2 separate regions of the Sus scrofa genome follow, and region 2 is linked to region 1. Evidence: chromatin contacts called from public Hi-C data. All regions are on one chromosome and are shown on one strand. The core of a region is the stretch at or near the end of the contact, and the rest is flanking DNA. Distances in the headings are between cores, read along the strand shown. Region 1 holds the start of SNX2 (sorting nexin-2). Region 2 holds the start of SNX24 (sorting nexin-24).

What was found. Hi-C and Micro-C count contacts between places; a contact is called where the count stands out from the background.
Region 2: a contact with region 1 is called in a Hi-C map of skeletal muscle, with 2.8 times the contacts expected there. The contact joins the promoter of SNX24 here to the promoter of SNX2 in region 1. A contact is called at or near these places in 1 of 5 promoter capture datasets (liver), 5 of 47 Hi-C or Micro-C datasets (heart right ventricle, liver and skeletal muscle) and 2 of 2 datasets of contacts at active chromatin or transcription factors (alveolar macrophages and skeletal muscle).

Annotation. Positions count from the first base shown.
Region 1 is chr2:126,269,325-126,273,904 of Sscrofa11.1, reverse strand. It overlaps SNX2 (sorting nexin-2), which reads right to left and starts at 2,692. Exons shown (of 16, transcript XM_021084682.1): 1 at 2,510-2,692. The coding sequence starts at 2,617.
Region 2 is chr2:126,345,888-126,350,467 of Sscrofa11.1, reverse strand. SNX24 (sorting nexin-24) reads right to left here and starts at 2,188. Exons shown (of 7, transcript XM_005652942.3): 1 at 418-2,188. The coding sequence starts at 477.

The DNA.
Region 1 (4,580 bases), core at 1,443-3,942:
GGCTAGGGGTGAATCGAAGCTGTAGCTGCCAGCCTACACCACAGCCATAGCAATGCCAGATCCGAGCCTGTCGGTGACCTACACCACAGCTCACGGCAATGCTGGATCCTTAACCCAGTTAGCGAGGCCAAGGATGAAACCTGTGCCTGCTCCACGCACATCCCTGCATCCTTCTCCATCAGTGGCCTCCTGGATACTAGTTGGATTCATTTTCACTTCGCCACAGTAGAAACTCCTGAATAATATCATTTTTAAAACTATGACTTACTTTTTTAAAAAAAAACATAAAGACATTAATTTGTATGTCTTTCTTACAATTTACAGCTTAGGTAATAACTATTCAATGCAGATGATCTGTATCAGAATCACCTTTGGCTTTGCAACTCATTATTGTCAACGGACAAGAAGCAATGTCATTAAGAAAAGTTTGTTAAAAATGCAGAATATTGGCTTATCCCAGCCCTCCAGAATCATAATTTGCACTTTAACAAGATCTCTAGGTAACTTAGATAAAAAGTCTGAAAAGCATAATCTAGAACACTTAATTAAACACCCAGATTATAGTGAGGCAAAGGCATGTGCATTTCAAACAAGAATGCTATGGTGTTTCCTGAGCACTGAAGTTTGAGAAGCACTGTTCAAAAGAAAAGTGAGTATACTGAAAAACATTCCTTTAGAGCAGCTTTGGTATACTAATAAATACTGCCATATTCTTCCCCAAATAGCTTGAAAAGCAAAACAAAATTCTCAATTTCTTAACTCTCAGTTATACTACCTTAAAATGACCCTGAATGAGTCTCATGAAATAAAGGGTTTAGATGATCAAAATAAACTTTAAAAAAAAAGTTCTTAATGCACTAAGCAAAACAAATTTATTCACACCCACAATTCTGTAGATTTTTACTGAAAAAGTCAAATATCTTATTAAAAAGTCCCATCTAAATGGGAAAAATAAATTATAGTTCATTTTACTCAACTTTCCAAGACCTTAATTAAAAAGAATGCTTAAGTGTTCACAACATGCTAGCTTACACTATGTCAATTAAGTTTTTTCTGATCCTTGCTGGTGGAAAACCTTTGTAGCCCCTCACAGGAAATACAGGTCTTAGGATCCAACATAGACACTAACCTTCAGTACACTTTAAGGTAGGCTGCAGAGTGTATACAAAGGACTAAAAGGATATTAACCTCAAAAGGCAATTCACATGCAAGACAATTTTTACCAATTCCCAAGAGATGTTGGTTTAGACAATTCAGCAAACATTTGCTAAATGCAAATGTTCAAAATTTTGTGAGGAACACAAGGATGATCAAAGCACTATCCCTAGCCCCAAGAAGCACACAATCTTGAGAAGTGGGGCTTGGCCAGGAACTTGCATATACAATTAGAAGAATGTGGTCAGTACTGAAAACAGTACCCGAAGTTCCCAGTTTCAGGTAACTGAACGTCAAATAAAGGATATTTTACTGTAATTTCCCAACTGATTTCGTGCATAGTTGAACAAGCTAGGAAAGCTTACTAAAAAGCACTTTATAAGGAATTATAGCCCAAAGTAAACAATTTTCTGGGAAATTTGCTTATATTTTAATACACATATACATACTTAAAGTTGGGCTATGAGGTGTGTGTGCTCTCAACAAAAGCAAAGCAATTCAAACATGAACTTGATACAGGAGGCCCAATACAGTTAAGTTCATCGAGGGCGTTTCCTTTGACAAAAACAGGAACATTTAGCTTCAGAGATCGCTGATCATGCGAGAAAAGAGGAAAAAGGAGTGAAGATCTGTTTTCATTTCTCCCCTGGTAAATTAAAAAAAAAAACCAACCTCCCCCAGCCCACAGGAGTTTCCTGGACTCTTAACTTTATATTTTATCAATACTATGGCCCTTTGAAAGCCTAGAAACTTAAGAAGACAAACAAAATCGGTCAAACGCAGGTACGTATTAACACGCCAAAACAGAAGCCCCTCCCTCAAAGGGAACTAGGGGCCACGAAGGGACAGGATCGGGAAAAGTGCATTCATGCGCTCCCTACAGCGCCTAGGACACTCGGCATTCTGTACTCTGCTCTCCCCTTTCAGAGGCACACCCTCCCTTGGGAAGGAAAAAGCAAGCACCCCTTTAAAGGAGCTGCGGAGGTCGCCCAACAGCATGGTGAGGTTTGTTGGGACCCAGGGCAAGACCTTCTCTGCTCTGTAAAAGGAGGTGCAAGTGACACTGAGGAGGGCCAGCGGGGAAAGGACACTCCGATGCTCCGTCCGGTCCTGGCCCCTTTGGGGATTAGGCTGGCCCCGGCCCGCAGACTGCTCTCGTAAGGAGGCCTAGGGGCCAAGCCAACTCGAGCCTATTGACAGGTACCCGAGGTGGGGCCCGGGTCACAGGTGTCGCCCCAACCAGGTCCTTGCAAACCGGGGGGTGGGGAAAGACAAGTCAGGGCAGGGCAAAGGCACCTAAAGGTGAGACGCGCGGCGGGGGCGGAGCGCGGCACCCACAGCAACGCAGGCTCACCTCTAGAGTGGAGACAGTGCTGGTGAACAGGTCCTCTCCGTCCTCCAGCTCCTCAAAGTCGGTGGGTTTCCCGTCCCCCAGTGGAGGAGGTTCCCTCTCGGCCGCCATCTTCGCTCGCCCAGACTACTGCGCGAGCGGGACCTCGCGGACCTGTCACGTGAGCACGCACGGCTGGGCTGGCGCGCCGGCCGCCAGGCTCCCCCGCCTCCCCAGCCAGCCTCACGCGGCCCCGCCCAGCAGAGCGAGGCCCCGCCCCCTGCCCGGTGACGCCACCCGCTCCGAGTTGGGGCGTGCAGCCCCGCCCCTTTGCCCCTCCTTCCACCTCCACATCTGGGTGGTGGTCACTTTCTCACTGCCAGCCTGCAGTACTGACTTTTGTGGAAGAATCTTAAAGAGTTTTGTTACCACGTCGTCTTCTTAGCAAGGCTAGGCCAAAAGATTTCTGTTGTCATTACCAGTTTTAAAATCTCCTTTAGGAGTATTAAGAACTTGAAGACCACTCTTTGGGCTTGGATTATGCACAGACTAAGGCGCAAGATTCAGGACTGGCGGCAGAGAGACATCTCTTAAACTTCTAGGCTGTTCCACAGAACTTTCTGACATGATGGAATTATTCTGTATCATTGAAATGTGACTAAATTCACATCTAATTCAGACTGAGGAACTGAATTTTAAATTGTATTTAATTTTAATTACCTTAAATATAGTCACATGTGGTTAGAGGCTACCTATTGGACAATGCAGCTCTAGATAACAAAAACGTCCTGAATAACTTGTCTGAAGTTTACTCCAATTCCAATTTCATTACAAGCCATACAGTATTTTTCCTCAATAAAGTGTCAGAAAGGCTGGAAAAATGACAGTTTGGAAACCAATTTCATCACAAGCCACACAATATTTTTCCTCAACAAAGTAAGAGTCAGAAAGGCTGGAAGAATGACAATTAGGAAAAATCAGTGGATGATTGGTAAGAGTACCGTACTTGGTTCCTTCTGGCAATTACTAGATCATCACTGTGGGAGGGTCTCCTGGAGAATTTCAGCTTAAATTTCTTTATTTAAATGGGAATGTTACCTTACTCATTTCATTGCATAGGATTTTTGTCAAGCTCAAATGAGAAAATACGTGAAAGTCTTCAGAAAGATAAAGAGTGCTATGCCAATGCAAGGTATATTCTTAGAAAATTGAAAGGGGGCATAGCAGATAGCAACCTGAAGTTTTAAGTTTGCTGGAGAAGAAGGCTTCACAGGGATCTCTCTCTTTCTCTCTCTCTCTCTCTCTCTTTTTTTTTTTTTTTTTGGCTTTTTAAGGGCCAAACCTGCAGTATATGGAAGTTCCCAGGTGCTAGGGATCTAATTGGAGCTGCAGCTGCCAGTCTACACCACAGCCACAGCAAAGCCAGATCCAAGCTGAGTCTGCAACATACACCATAGTTCACAGCCACACTGGATCCTTAACCCATTGAGTGGGGCCAGGGATTGAACCTGTGTCCTCTAGGATACTAACAGGGTTTGTAACCCACTGAGCCACAATGAGAACTCCCCCCCGCGTTTTTTTTTTGTTGTTGTTTTTTTGTTTTTTTAAACAGGGATTCTTTACAAGTAAAGTAAATACAAGCCCTCAGCCCTCATTGGCCTGGGAGTTTGAAGGCCTGGGTTCTACCAGCTATGTGCAAGACTTACTTAGCAGCACAGGAATTATCATTTTTTTAAAAATACACTGGGAGCAGAAAGTTTTTCTACTCATTCTTATTCTTTCCAGCCCTAAGTTTCTGAATTTCTATGATTAGTATCAAGAAACATCAACCTGAACTATGATTAATTTAAGTACACCAAGGTCCAAATGTTGCTTGGGTGGGTTTGATTCATGGGCCAGTTGTCCCTACCATGCTGCCATCACCATTGCCATTGTTTTCTGCCTAACTGGAATAATCACCTGTTGAGGCACATTCACTGGCCTACATTCCACCACCTAGAGACAGTCTGGAGTATGTCACTGATCAGAAACTTTAATATCTTTTGAGACATCACAGCCTGTCCTGAGGAGACTCTTCTCTGTGTCTTTTTTACCT
Region 2 (4,580 bases), core at 939-3,438, 77 kb before region 1:
AACGTAACATCAAACCACCGCGACGCCACTTCTGTCTGGACAGAGGGGGCAGCTATGCCAGAAACGAGCGCAGCCCATCCCGGGCTCCAGAGGGCAAGCGCCGGGGAGAGTGCCTAGCACCTCGTCCAAGGACTCGACTCCCGGCGATCCTGCTGGGAGGCCGGGAGCGGGGTTGGGAGGGGGAAGCGACCAAACCCCGGCACCCAGCGCCAGGGAGGAGGGCGCCCGTTTCCTTGACAACCACTCCTGGGCGCAGCCATACCAAAGGACCGGGGGAGGGGAAGGGAAAGGAAGGGAGCGAGGGAACCCCCCACCCCACCCCGCGCAGGGGCAGCGGCGGCGGCCGAAGGCACCTCGGAGGCTCAGCAGCTGCAGGCCCGGCTCGCGGGGCCCTCTCCGGCCTCAGCCGGCGCCTACCGTGTATCCCCGCTCCAGGTCACTCTCCTCGTAGCGAAAGGACGGGATGTAGACCTCCATGGCCGCGCCAGCTAGCCCGGGAGGGCGAGCAGGGGGCGGGCTCACGGCGGCGGCCGCGGCCGCGACTCCGCCCCCGGCCCGGCCGCCCCGCCTCCCTTCCCGAGCCCCACGGAGCTGGAGGCTACGTGGCTCCGACCCGGATCCTCTGCGGACCCCGCCGCTCGCAGCGCTCTAGGAGGGCCCCGCCTGGAGCCCAGTGTGGGGAACCGAGGGCGTAGGGCTCTGGACGTCTGGATTCCGGGCCCAAAGCGCGGCGATCAGCAGTGCCCAGAGGAGGCGGGGCCTGGAAACCTGTGAGTCTGCAAAAAAGGGGTGTGCGCTCCACTGCGGTCGGGCGCCAGGGACAGGGCCGCACCCCGGCGCTCCCTGCCCTTGAGGCTCCAGTGTGCACTGGATTTGCAGTTTGCCAGACACCACCCTGAACAGACTGCAAGACGCCAAGGAGTAGAAGAGCTTCTTGATTTTGTTTTGGTTAAATTTTCCTTTTAGCCCTCGGCTGCCATGAAGAGCCGTGAACCCTGCACGACTTTTACGAAGACTTTTCTGTTTCCCTTCGATTCCAGGGTCAGTGCCTTGCTTTGCTTCGCTGTCGAACCTGGGAATCATGCTCTAATGCATAGCCCGAAGGTCGGCGGCTCACTGAGATAAACAGTCCGGTTTCTTGCTTCAGTTCTAAAATGCTGCGTCTAAGTAACTACACAGATCTTTTTACCTGTAAGAGAAAAGAGAAGGGGGAGGGGAAGATGAGGGCTGAGATTTGCCCCTCGGGCTTTGAGCTACAGATTACTGATCAAGCTTTTATTATACTTTTTATACAATAGCACAAACGATAACAGCCTACTACTAGTAGCCTGACATATATATTTTTATCTGGCATGGCTCACCTATTTACCCATTAGAGTTAAAAGTTAGAAATGTATCAGTCCAAAAAAATCTGACAGGTGGTCCAAATGAATCCTCCCCCCCCCTTTTTTTTTTTTTGCTGTATTTTACTAACTGTGTATAATTTAATTTTGCTTTGCTGAAAATATATGCAAGCCCTCAATATGCGGGTATGTTCTTGAGGGTCTTGCAGTTCAGCTATAATTGTTATAATTTTGGTTATTTCAGATGGCATAATTAAAGCTCAGAGAGGATAAATAGCTATGAAATTACAGGCTAATAATTAGAAGAGCTAAATTTCTAATCACGTTCTGTGGGCAACCACTATAAAGGAAAGAAGAATGGCACTGCAGTGAGAGAACATGGCAAATGTATTATCCCGATGCTCTTACATATCTTTTAGTATGACTCTACAATCTGTGACAGGTCAGCTGTCTTCTCAGAACATTAAGAAAAATACATGACAAATACATACATAAGAAGTTGAGGAGTTCCCACTGTGGTGTGACATTATGAGTGGAGTCTCTGCAGTGCCAGGACACAGGTTCCATCCCCAGCCCAGCACAGTGGATTAAAGGATCCAGTGTTTGCTACAGCTGCAGCATTGGTCACGACTGTGGCTTGGATCTGATCCCTGGCCCAGGAACTCCCTATGCTGTGGGGTGGCCAAAAAAGAAAAAGAAGAAGAAGAAGTTGAGAGGGAAGATTGCTGCCATGTCCTGCCCTGATGTCTGCCCCACATGATGAGCTGTCATACCAGGACCTTGCTTCAGACATGTAAATGTCCCCATCCATCAGACACCACTGTCTCTGTCGCTGACTCTGGGCTCTTTCTTCATTTTTTTTTTTTTTTTTTTTTTTTTTTTTTGCCTTTTTGCTATTTCTTTGGGCCGCTCCCGCGGCATATGGAGGTTCCCAGGCTAGGCGTCGAATAGGAGCTGTAGCCGCCGGCCTACGCCAGAGCCACAGCAACACGGGATCCGAGCCGCGTCTTCGGCCTACACCACAGCTCACGGCAACGCCGGATCGTTAACCCACTGAGCAAGGGCAGGGACCGAACCCGCAACCTCATAGTTCCTAGTCGGATTCGTTAACCACTGCGCCACGACGGGAACTCCTCTTTCTTCATTCTTAAAGCTGGGCAAGTAGAGTCTTTTCAGGCCTGTGGGGTTCAGCCCAACAACCACCAAAGAATAAGCCTAAAAAAATTGTCACTTCCCTTTAAAGAAGTGTCTCAGAGTAAACAAGAAAAGAAGGAATTCAGCTGAGGGTGGATGTGCTGCAGACCAAATTGAGTTCAGATCTGCTCAGTTTGTCTACTTACTCTCCAAGGACAAGCAGCATCTGAGGAGAAAGTCAGAGCCTAAGCCAGATCCCACAGATGACACTCTCCTCTCACTTCCCGCCCACTAACATTCCATGGACTGATGAGGCAAGGAGACAAGATGGCAGAGTAGAAAGGCTTGAGCTCACCTTCGATCATGAAAACACTAAACTCACAACTAACTGCTGAACAACCATCAACAAAGAAGACTGGAACCTACCAAAAAAAAGATACTCTACACCCAAGGACAAAGAAGAAGCTAAAATGAGATGGTAGGAGGAGTGATTTTGCAGTATAATCACATCCCATACCCACTGGTGGTTGACTCATAAACTGGAAAATAATTGTATTACAGAGATCCTCGCACAGGAGTAAGAGTTCCGAGCCCCATGTCAGGCTCCCCAGCCTGGGGGTTTGGTATAGGGAGGAGGAGCCCCTAGAGCATTTGGCTTTGAAGGGCACCACAGGGCCCGGGGAAACAGAGACACCACTCTTGGAGGGTGCACACAAGGTTTCTCCTGTGCTGGGCCCCAGGGCAGAGCAGTGACTCCGTAGGAATCTGGACAGACCTACCTGTGGGTCTTGGAATGTCCCCTAAGGAGGCAAAGGTTGGCTATGGCTCACTCTGGGGGCAGGACACTAGTTGCAGAGGCCCCAGGGAATAATCATTGAGGTGAACTCCCCCAGAGGTCACCATTTTGGAAATGAGACCTGGCTTTATCCAACAGCCTACAGGCTCCAGTTTTGGGAAGCCTCAGGTCAAACAACCAATGAAGTGGGAATAGAGCCATATCAGCTGACAGATTGCCTAAGGTCATCCTGAGCCCAGAGCCACCTCTAAACACACCCCTTGACACAGCCTTTGCTCACTAGAGAGATGCCTAAGGTCATCCTGAGCCCAGAGCCACCTCTAAACACACCCCTTGACACAGCCTTTGCTCACTAGAGAGACAGGACCCAGCTCCACCCACCAGTGGGCAGGCATCAGTCTCTCCCACCAGGAAGCCTACACAAGCCCCTGGAGCAACCTCACCCACCAGGGAGCAGACAGCAGAAGCAAGACAGACTACAGCCTGTGGAATAGAGACCACAAACATGAAAAGTCAGATGAAATGAAATGGCAGAGAAATAATGTTCCAGACAAAGGAGCAAGATAAAACCCCAGAAGAACAACGAAGTAGATCTAGGCAATCTGCCTGAAAAAGAATTTAGAAGTTGAACAGTTAGCATCTATTAATAAAGGCAAAACAATTATGTAAGGAAAATAACAAAATTCTTCTGAAAACTGGATATAAAATTCCTACAATAAAAATATCACATTTACCTAGTATTTTATAGAAATATAGTTCAGCAAATTTAATGATAAACTGCTTTAAATATCAACTTAGCAACTTCTATTAGAAATCTTTTTTTTTTTTTTGTCTTTTTAGGGCTGCACCCTCAGCATATGGAGGTTCCCAGGCTAGGGGTGGAGTTGGAGCTGTAGCTGCCAGCCTATGCCACAGCCACAGCAATGCCAGATCCCTAACCCATTGAGCGAGGCCAGGGATTGAACCTGTGTCCTCATGGATGCTAGTCAGATTTGTTTCCTCTGAGCCATGACAGAACTCCCTATATTAGAAGTCTTGATGAAAATCTATCTAGAATATATTACATATTCAGCATAGAGTTATAAGACTAATCTGTCACAACCAAACAATATTTATACCTGGAATGTAAAGATAGTTAAAGATTAAGAAATCTGGTGATGTATTTCTAAACATTGTGGGATTAGAAGAGAACCAAAATAAATTAGTATGCCACTAAATTCTGAAACAACCTTAATAAATCACTACAACTCTTCCTAATAATTCTTACCAGGCTAGAAATCGCAAGAAACAGCTTGAATTTGATAAAG